Regions from separate parts of the Mus musculus genome. Here region 2 is linked to region 1. Evidence: chromatin contacts called from public promoter capture Hi-C data. All regions are on one chromosome and are shown on one strand. Each heading gives the region's core, a stretch centred on a gene start, on an enhancer-like site or on the middle of the called end of the contact. The rest is flanking DNA. Distances are from core to core; before and after follow the strand shown. Region 1 has its middle 160 kb from the start of Shcbp1. Region 2 holds the start of Slc10a2 (solute carrier family 10, member 2).

Evidence for each region. Promoter capture Hi-C pulls out the DNA fragments that hold promoters and counts their contacts.
Region 2: a contact with region 1 is called in a promoter capture Hi-C map of embryonic stem cells, with 2.3 times the contacts expected there. The contact joins the promoter of Slc10a2 here to the enhancer-like site in region 1. A contact is called at or near these places in 4 of 39 promoter capture datasets (embryonic stem cells, liver and stem cell-derived epiblast-like cells) and 2 of 115 datasets of contacts at active chromatin or transcription factors (embryonic stem cells and kidney).

Annotation. Positions count from the first base shown.
Region 1 is chr8:4,932,431-4,936,714 of GRCm38.p6, forward strand. No RefSeq gene overlaps it. Among named protein-coding and RNA genes, the nearest start is that of Shcbp1, 160 kb to the left of the region's middle. Within about 2 kb of position 2,306, at least 10 of the 459 cell types and tissues checked have an H3K27ac peak or open chromatin away from gene starts, as enhancers often do. A contact at or near this core is called in embryonic stem cells and stem cell-derived epiblast-like cells, where this site is marked.
Region 2 is chr8:5,103,326-5,107,609 of GRCm38.p6, forward strand. It overlaps Slc10a2 (solute carrier family 10, member 2), which reads right to left and starts at 1,962. Exons shown (of 6, transcript NM_011388.3): 1 at 1,482-1,962. The coding sequence starts at 1,858.

The sequences.
Region 1 (4,284 bases), core at 1,056-3,555:
ACCACAGTGCCTTATACTACTTCTAACTATTGTGAAGGGTGTTGTTTCCCTAATTTCTTTCTCAGCCTGTTTATCCTTTGTGTAGAGAAAGGCCACTGATTTGTTTGAGTTAATTTTATATCCAGCTACTGCACTGAAACTGTTTATCAAGTTTAGGAGTTCTTTGATGGAATTATTAGGGTCACTTATATATACTATCATATCATCTAAAAATAGTGATATGTTGACTTTTTCCTTTCCAATTTGTATCCCCTTGATCTCTTTTTGTTGTCTAATTGCTCTGGCTAGAACTTCAAGTACTATATTGAATAGGTAGGGAGAAACTGGGCAGCTTTGTCTAGTCCCTGATTTCAGTGGGATTGCTTCAAGTGAACAAGTAGTTGTTAATAATCTGTTCTAGTGTTCTAAATTCCCCAAGATCAACTCTAGCTAATGTTTCAAACCTATCATTCTGGCTTTATATATTCAAATAGCTCATTAGAGAAGATCAGAGAATTTGAAAATGCTTTAAAGATCATAACCACTTTCCTTCTTTTAAAAAGAAGATCAAAGTGGAGTGATGTTGAAAGATACTTTGCATATGCTTTTCTTCTATATCATTCCACATGATGTTCATTGACTTTTTCTGCAAGTTCATGTTCAAACTAATGATAAATCAAATAGTTGAATGCCTCATTAATTCATTCCACAAAATTATTGAGTGACTTACATCCCTAGCAATGTAAAATCCAATACTACCTGTATATCTCTTTAATTCCTTGCTTTTGAAATGCATTTCAAAATATACAGTGTACATTTTATAAAGAGAAGTAAACATGGTCTTGTCTTTGTACTTGAGAAGGTTTTGGCCTTAATGGAGAGAGACCACACATATACATCCTATACCAGAAGAAAACCCTAAGAGACAAAGTGAGTATACTGGAGGAAAGAAGAACTCATTTTAGGTATTGGAAAGGCGTCCCGTGAGACAGAAAGCCTGGAGTGCTGGGTGTGTATAATAGTAGGTAAATGAAAGAAGAGGTTCTCTGTGAACAAAACTACTTTGAGTGAAGAAGCTACCTGTGTCAAGAGAGGAGGACATATCACCATAATTATGCCACAGCAGTGTGTAGGTAGAGAAAAGAAAGAAGAAAATAAGCAGGAATGATATGAAAGTGAATATCCAAGTTATCTACCTATTATTTGTACAACAGGGATCCATTTTCAACCCTTTATTTTTTCATATTTGAAAAAAATGTTATTAGTATTTTACTGTATTGTAAGAGCAGGCTAGTTTTTGGTGGAACAACAACTAAGCCCCCAAATCTTAGTGAAATACCAGTGTTTTATAATATTGCTTTCTATTTGATTGGAGGGGTATGCTGGTTAGTCATGTCAACATGTGAAAACACAGCCTAGAATTTTCTGAAAGGTGGGAAGCACAATTGAGGAAATATTTCTTCAAGATCTGTCTGTAAGGCATTTTATTAATGAGTTACTGCTAAGTGAAGGCATAGCCCATTGTAAGTGGTTCTATTCCTGGCCTGGTGCTTCTGGGTTCTGTAAGAAAGCAACCTGAGCAATTCAAGAAAAGCAAACCAGTAAGCAGAACCCCTCCTTAGCTTCTGCATTATCTCATGCTTCTCGGTTCTTGTTCTTCTTGAATTCCTCTCTTGACTTTCTTCAATGATGAAGAACTATGTGAAAGTGTGAGCCAAATGAACCCTTTTCTACTCAACTTGCTTTAGGTCACAGTGTTTTATTCTAACAATAGAAGCCCTAACTAAGGCAAGTGGGAAAGGGGTGGAATCCTGTGCAGGAGCTCTGTGGTGGTTTGAATAAGAATGCCCTGCCCCCAGCCCATGCATCTGAATGCTTATTCATCAGGGAGTAGGACTCCTTGAGAAGGTCTCTCCAATCTCTTGTAAGCACCATTCTACTACAATTTTCTATCAGCTTAACTATCCGAGATGCCACATATTAAATTCATCTTTCTGTATCTGGATCTTGAATTGCATCTGTATTGTTGCATATGAAAATGTCATTTTTATGGCCAAATAGAATTTCACTGTGTATATATACCACATTTATTTGTTTACTCATTATTGGATGGATGCAAATGGCTTTCAAGGCTTGGCAATTGTGAATAATGCTGACTTAAACATGAGTTCACATATCCATTTTCTTTGGATATGCATCTGGTAGGTAGGAGTTTTTTAAAAAAATAATTATTTTACTTATTTACATCTCAAATGTTGCTCCCTCTTCCTGATCCCCTCTTGCAGATTTCTTCCCTCATCCCCCACCCCTTTGTCTCTGTGAGGTTAACCTCCACTTAGGTATCCCTCCACCCTGGGGCATTTAGTATTTACAGGATTAGGCAAATCCTCTCCCACTGAGGCAAGACAAGGCAGCCCTCTGCTACATAAGTGCAGGGGACCTCAGACCATCTTGTGTATGCTCTTTTAAAACTATGTGTCTTAATTACATTTCAGAATGCTAGACTGAAGGTTGCCATGTGGCCCATACCATCTTGGACATTAGATTTTGAGTTTTATTATTAAATAAAAAGGATATTTTTGTTGTTCAGTATTAAAAACACAGTTAAGAGATTTAAAATGTTTTAACTAAATTCAAAAGGTAACTACAGTTCAAACTTGTTTTCTAAATCTCTAAGAGTTGGAATGATTTGGAGTTAAGAAACAATTTTTGAGCAGGGTGGTGGTAGCTCATGTCTTTAATCCTAGCAGAGATAGGTAGATCTTTATAAGTTGGTTGTTCTATAAATTCTAGAGCTACAGTGAAAAGGGGTGGTGGTGGTGTCCACCTTTAATCCCACCACCCAGGAAAAAAACTCAGATACAGTTCCTAATTGGAACTAAAAATCACATGCCATATTTAAAGAATTTATATCTAGGTGGTGATAGTTCACACTTTAATCCCAGCACACGGAAGGCAGAGGCAGGCACAGGAGGCTTTTGATCCTGTGAAGACTTGATGCTCCAGTGTAGAGGAATGCTACGGAGTGGGGAGTGGGGAGTGGGTGGGTGGTGGGGAACACCCTCATAGAAGTAGTGTAAGAGAGGATGAGATAGGGGGTTTTCAGAGAGGAAACCAGGAAAGGGGATAACATTTGAAATGTAAGTAAATAATATATCCAATAAAAAAAAAAGAATTACAGTGATTTAAATTTAAAAGCCACTTGCAAAAGGCAGGCTGAAATTCAAAGTGAATATTTTTGTGATCTAAAAATGAATACACTTAAAGTTTGAATTAATATATGAAGACAAAGGGGGGTGTAGGTACATTTATTCACTAAGGTATATGTGCTTTCAAAATTTCAAAAGAATCATTTTCAAATTTTAATTGAGAGGTAATACTTTTTTCTGTTTCCCAAAAACATTTGCCCTAGGAAAGATATAACCTGCCAAAAAAAGAACAACCCCCACATCCCCAAGACTTGGGGTTGGGGCAGGATTTTGCTTTTTTATTTCCAGGAGAATAAAAGCATCCAACTAAGGAATCCAGAGACTACTGGACAAGTGACACATTTGGAGAAAAAAGGACAGATCATCAAGAGAATATGCCCCAAGAAAAAGAGTAAATTGGCCAGATGTAACATTTGAGGTCTCCAAGAAGATGCTGGGGTCCTGCAATGACAAATCTACCTGGATTGTAATAATGCTACCACTGGGAAAAGCTATCCCATGCCTCTTCTGCTGCCAAGTTTTGTACAGTGAACACCTCTAGATTGGCTGCTATATTCTACCTAGCTAGGAATGCCTCTAAGTTGAAAAACACATTCCAAAGATCAACTTTGGACCATAAGCTGCTCAGAACGTTCAAATCGCTGAGTTCATATAAAACTGAAACCAAAATTTTACAGAACTTTAAACTCAAAAATACTTAATCCTAAGACAACCAAATACAACTAAGCTGGACATTGTGAAAATCTTGGCAAATATAGCTTCATTATTATAAATAATTTTACTGTGTTAGAGTAAAAAATATTTCCTTTATATTTAGACAAAAAGGTGAATATAGGAATAATATAAGAATAATATGGGGGGGGGCGGCTGGCGAGATGGCTCAGTGGGTAAGAGCACTGACTGCTTTTCCAAAGGTCCTGAGTTCAAATCCCAGCAACCACATGGTGACTCACAACCACCCATAATAAGATCTGACGCCCTCTTCTGGTGCATCTGAAGTCAGCTATAGTGTACTTATGTATAATAATAAATAAATCTTTGGGCCGTAGCAAGAGCGGCCAACTGGAGCGAATGTGGCTGACCAGAGCAAGTGGGG
Region 2 (4,284 bases), core at 712-3,211, 170 kb after region 1:
ACTAACTGGGGCCAATGGGGCTCATATTGACTAAACTGCCAATCAAAGAACATACATGGCTGGATCTAGGCCTCCATGAACATATGTAGCAAATGTGCAGTTTGGTCTTAATGTGGGTCCCAAACATAATGTGGGAATAGGGTCTGTCCCAAAATCTGTTGCCTGTATATGGGATAAGTTGTTCTTCCTGACTGCCTTGTCTGGCCTCAGTGGGAGAGGATGAACCTATCCTTACAGAGACTTGCTGTGAACCAGCGTGGGAGATACCTAGTGGGGACCCACTTGCTTAGATGAGAAGAGGCGGAGGCATGGGGGAAAATTGTGGAACGAGTGACTGGGAGCAGGGCAGTGATAGGGACGTAAAGTGATTAAGTAAAAACAAAACAAAACAGAACAACAACCCTCAAACTCCTGCTCTAGTCCCAGTAATGTTTCTTATTTCTATTAGTTACCAGTCCTCCCTCCCACCCAGTGTTAGTTAAAACTGGCACAAGTTGTATTGGACAAATGTTAAAGTTAGATTACTCTCTTGAAAAAGAGAGACATTATTTTCTCCTTATTTTATAAAAAAATAAGCATAATTAAAATGACTGCTGAAGAATGTTTCCTCTTAATGTCACCAGATTTAAAATGAATTTATGAATTCTTCATTAGCTTTCTAACCAAGAAGTATTTGTCCAAAGAACAGGCTTTTTGGTGGAGCTGATGTTGACCAGAGTTTAATATTTGATGAGAAGTTTGAGTTTGTATTTGCACTAAGACCAACTTGTCATCACACAGAAAGTTCATCCTTAATTCCATTGCAACAAGACTTTCTCAGTTGCAGTTTGTGGAAGAATTATTTAATGAAAAAGTTTGAATGTTTTCCACAGGTAATACAACTTCTTGTTAACTGAGTTAGAGTTCAAAGTGCAAGCATATTAATACAGACTAAGAAGACAAATACCAAGTCTTCCTCTCAGAGGCTGATCTTGATTTAAATTTATACATACACACATAGCCATACATACTCACAGGACTTGATAGAGAGGGAACTTTCAGGGCAGATCAGGGCGGAAATAGGGAAGATAATGGAATGTATGCGGCATGGAAGCAGGACAGGGAGTGGAACAGCAGGAGGGAGAGTGGGGAACTAGTGGTAATGACATATAATTAGGAACAAAACGCAATGATAAACATGCATACAAAAGTCACTTAGAAGGTTGCTTCTTTGTGTGCTAACTGAAAATATTAAAAATTAAAATGTAAACTACTGTTTGGTTTAGGATGAAAACTACAAAAAATACAAAGACACAAATAAGAGTCCCCATTTCGAATAGCAAAGCAGCTGTTTCAAAAGGCACATGGATGCACTTACTCTTCCCATTTAACTCCTTAGACATTTAGTCAGTGCAGCAGATCAAATGGATGTTGAAAAAGATACAGATTTTTCTAAACTTAACTCCAGTTGGCTGTAACAGTTACAGATTTTTATATCTTACCTGAGGTCCATGTCGCCATCTATCCAATAGGCCAGGATATTGGAGCCAGTTCCTCCAGGGCAGCAACCCATAATTAGCACCACTACAGCCTGTACAGGAAGGATGCCAGAGGCCACAGACAGGATAAAGCCTGTGAGAGGCATGATTCCAAACTGACAGAGGAAGCCCACGAAGATACCCCATGGTCTCTTTATATGTCCTAGGAACTTGTGGACTTCCACATTGCACCCCATAGAAAACATCACCATGGCTAAGAGGATGGTGAGCACAGTGCTCATCACTGTATTGAGAATTGCATTGAAGTTGCTCTCAGGTACTACGCAGGAATCGCCTTCGCAGACAGTTGCATTTGGGGGACAGACAGAGGAGTTATCCATCACTGCTTGTGCTGTGCAAATGGCCAAGTCCACAGAAGCACCAGTTCTGTCTCTACTGCCAGCTGAGTATGCTTTCAACACGCCAAACTTTTAAACCCTTTCTCAACATGTGGTACTTGGTGTCTCTTTGAAAAGCCACGTTAGAGAAGCAATAAAAAACAATAAATGCTAGTATGTCAGTTTCGAGAGGCTGCATTACAACATAGCACAAATAATGAATCATAAAACGTCCAGAGAAACTACTGGCCAAGACAGAAAGTTATAATTAATCATTTATTGACATGATAATGAACTAAGCCACACAGAAATAGCCACGTTAATAATTAATGCCAGGAAAGTTTGCTGGGAATAATTTTAGTTAAACTCTGAATTGTATAGAATGTTCCAAGAGTTGGAGTGGAGTAAAGTGTATTATTCTCTCCTCCAACTTTAAGTAGGGGGTACTAAAGCTTTGAAAATTATATTAAAACAAAAAAAAAAACAATAACCCCATGCCAAACTACATTATAAGTTGACTGAAGAAGATTTTCAGCTTTCTTACAATAGCTGTCAAGTGGTCATTCTTCCTTATATGAACTATGATGTCCACAAAACATATGCATGTTTCACAGACTTCTAGGGCTTGAAAAAAAACTTAGGGAAGGGTGGTTAGTCCTTGTGAGCACTGAATGTTTTCTGCTGAAGTCCATCATATGGAGCCACCTTCGTTACTTACACATGAATTATACATATATTGACATGGCAACAAAGTGTTTTATAGATAGAGACAATACAATTAGTTAGAGGCATAAACTCTAGATTAGGTCAAAGTGACAGTATAACTCTTTGTGCTTAGAGCCAGGAATTAAAGTTGTGTGTGTGTGTGTGTGTGTGTGTGTGTGTGTGTGTGTGTGTGTGTGTGTGAAATAGAAAGTATTATAAGAGGTTTTTGGAAATATCAAGTAGTTATTTTTATGATGGATGAACAGAGCGCTGTGGTAAGGTATGTAAGGAAGGCACAAAAATAGGCAGAAGACAAATGTCCAGTTCTCAGGTATTTAAACCCAACACTAGAGTAGGCTGGGTTCTAGCTTATATCTACAGACTCAGGAGTCTGAAGAGCATGAAGCATGAGGATATGAAGTTCAAGACCATCATGGACTAGAGAATGAGGTCCTGTTTCTATCTCTCTCTCCCAGGAAGACAAACACACTAACACAAACCATTTAGAACAGTTTCTTAGAACTCAGTATGCTTAAGATTTCAGGAGGCATTTTTTAAATGTAGGTTCTGACTCTTGACTTTGTTTTCTATAGAGCTCCCAGTTGAACGTAATGATGCTGAATAGGGCACCCCTTTGAGATTGGGCAGGGCTTTGATTGTGTCTCTAGTTATATCATAATAGTGAAGTCTGACTGCTCACACTCAGAAGCTACCTGTGAAGAAAAACTCCTCACAGAAATAATGGCCTTCTTATCACGACTTGACCACCGGGCAGAAGAAAAACAGTCCTAGGTCCTAGCAGCTGGAGAACTGGGGACCCTTCCCCTTTAACCTATGATTGAGTTAATGTCAGGATCAGGGCCATTTTCTTGACTGATAACTGATTAATTCTCCTTGCTAATATAACTTCTGTTCCAGTAATGTCCTTTTAAGCTGTTAGGTTGCTTTGTTTGTGCTTTCTTCTGTTAGTTGGTTATAATTGGCGCTGCCAAATCCAGCCTCAGATTGCCTAGATTGGAGTTAGTTGGCAAGAGGCTAGGTTCTGGAAGATTCTTTCTTCTCTCCCACTACCTGCCCTGCCTTGTGGCTAAATGATTAGCTAGGTTTCCCAGCAAGGCCTCTCCTCCCACTCCTGGCTGTGCCTCTCCATCGGTCTGATTGATCTCTGGTTCATTACCTCACCTGGTGGCAGTCAGTCCCAAGGCATGTGAGGAAGGTGCGCCTCCTGCTGCTGCCTTTGTGTACCTGCCAGAGCTAGTTCCTTTTTGCCTGGCTGCCCCAGTGTTGGGGAATGTGAAGGCAGGGAGGCAGGAATAGGTGGTTGGGTGGGGGCATTCCCTCATAGAATCAGGAGGAGCGGGGATGCGATAGGAGGTTTTGGGGGATGTGAAATCAGGTAAGGTGATAACATTTGAAATGTAAATAAATAAAATGTCCAATAAAATAAAATAAATAAAAATTAAAAAATAAAAGAAAAAATATCAGAAAGGTAACCTAGGATCTGACTCTATATAGCCTACTCATTTTATCATGTCTCTTCTGCCAAAGGATATTTGAGCCCTAGCTTGGAAGGATTTAGATTTGTACATTTCTTCTAAGTTGAAAGATTTCACTATTAGGTCAAAGCACCTCACTTTCAGACTTCCTCCGTTGAATTACAGGGCAGTAAACTTTGTGATGAGGACTGAGTTTGTAGCTAGGCTGGTCATCTGCAATCAATCCTA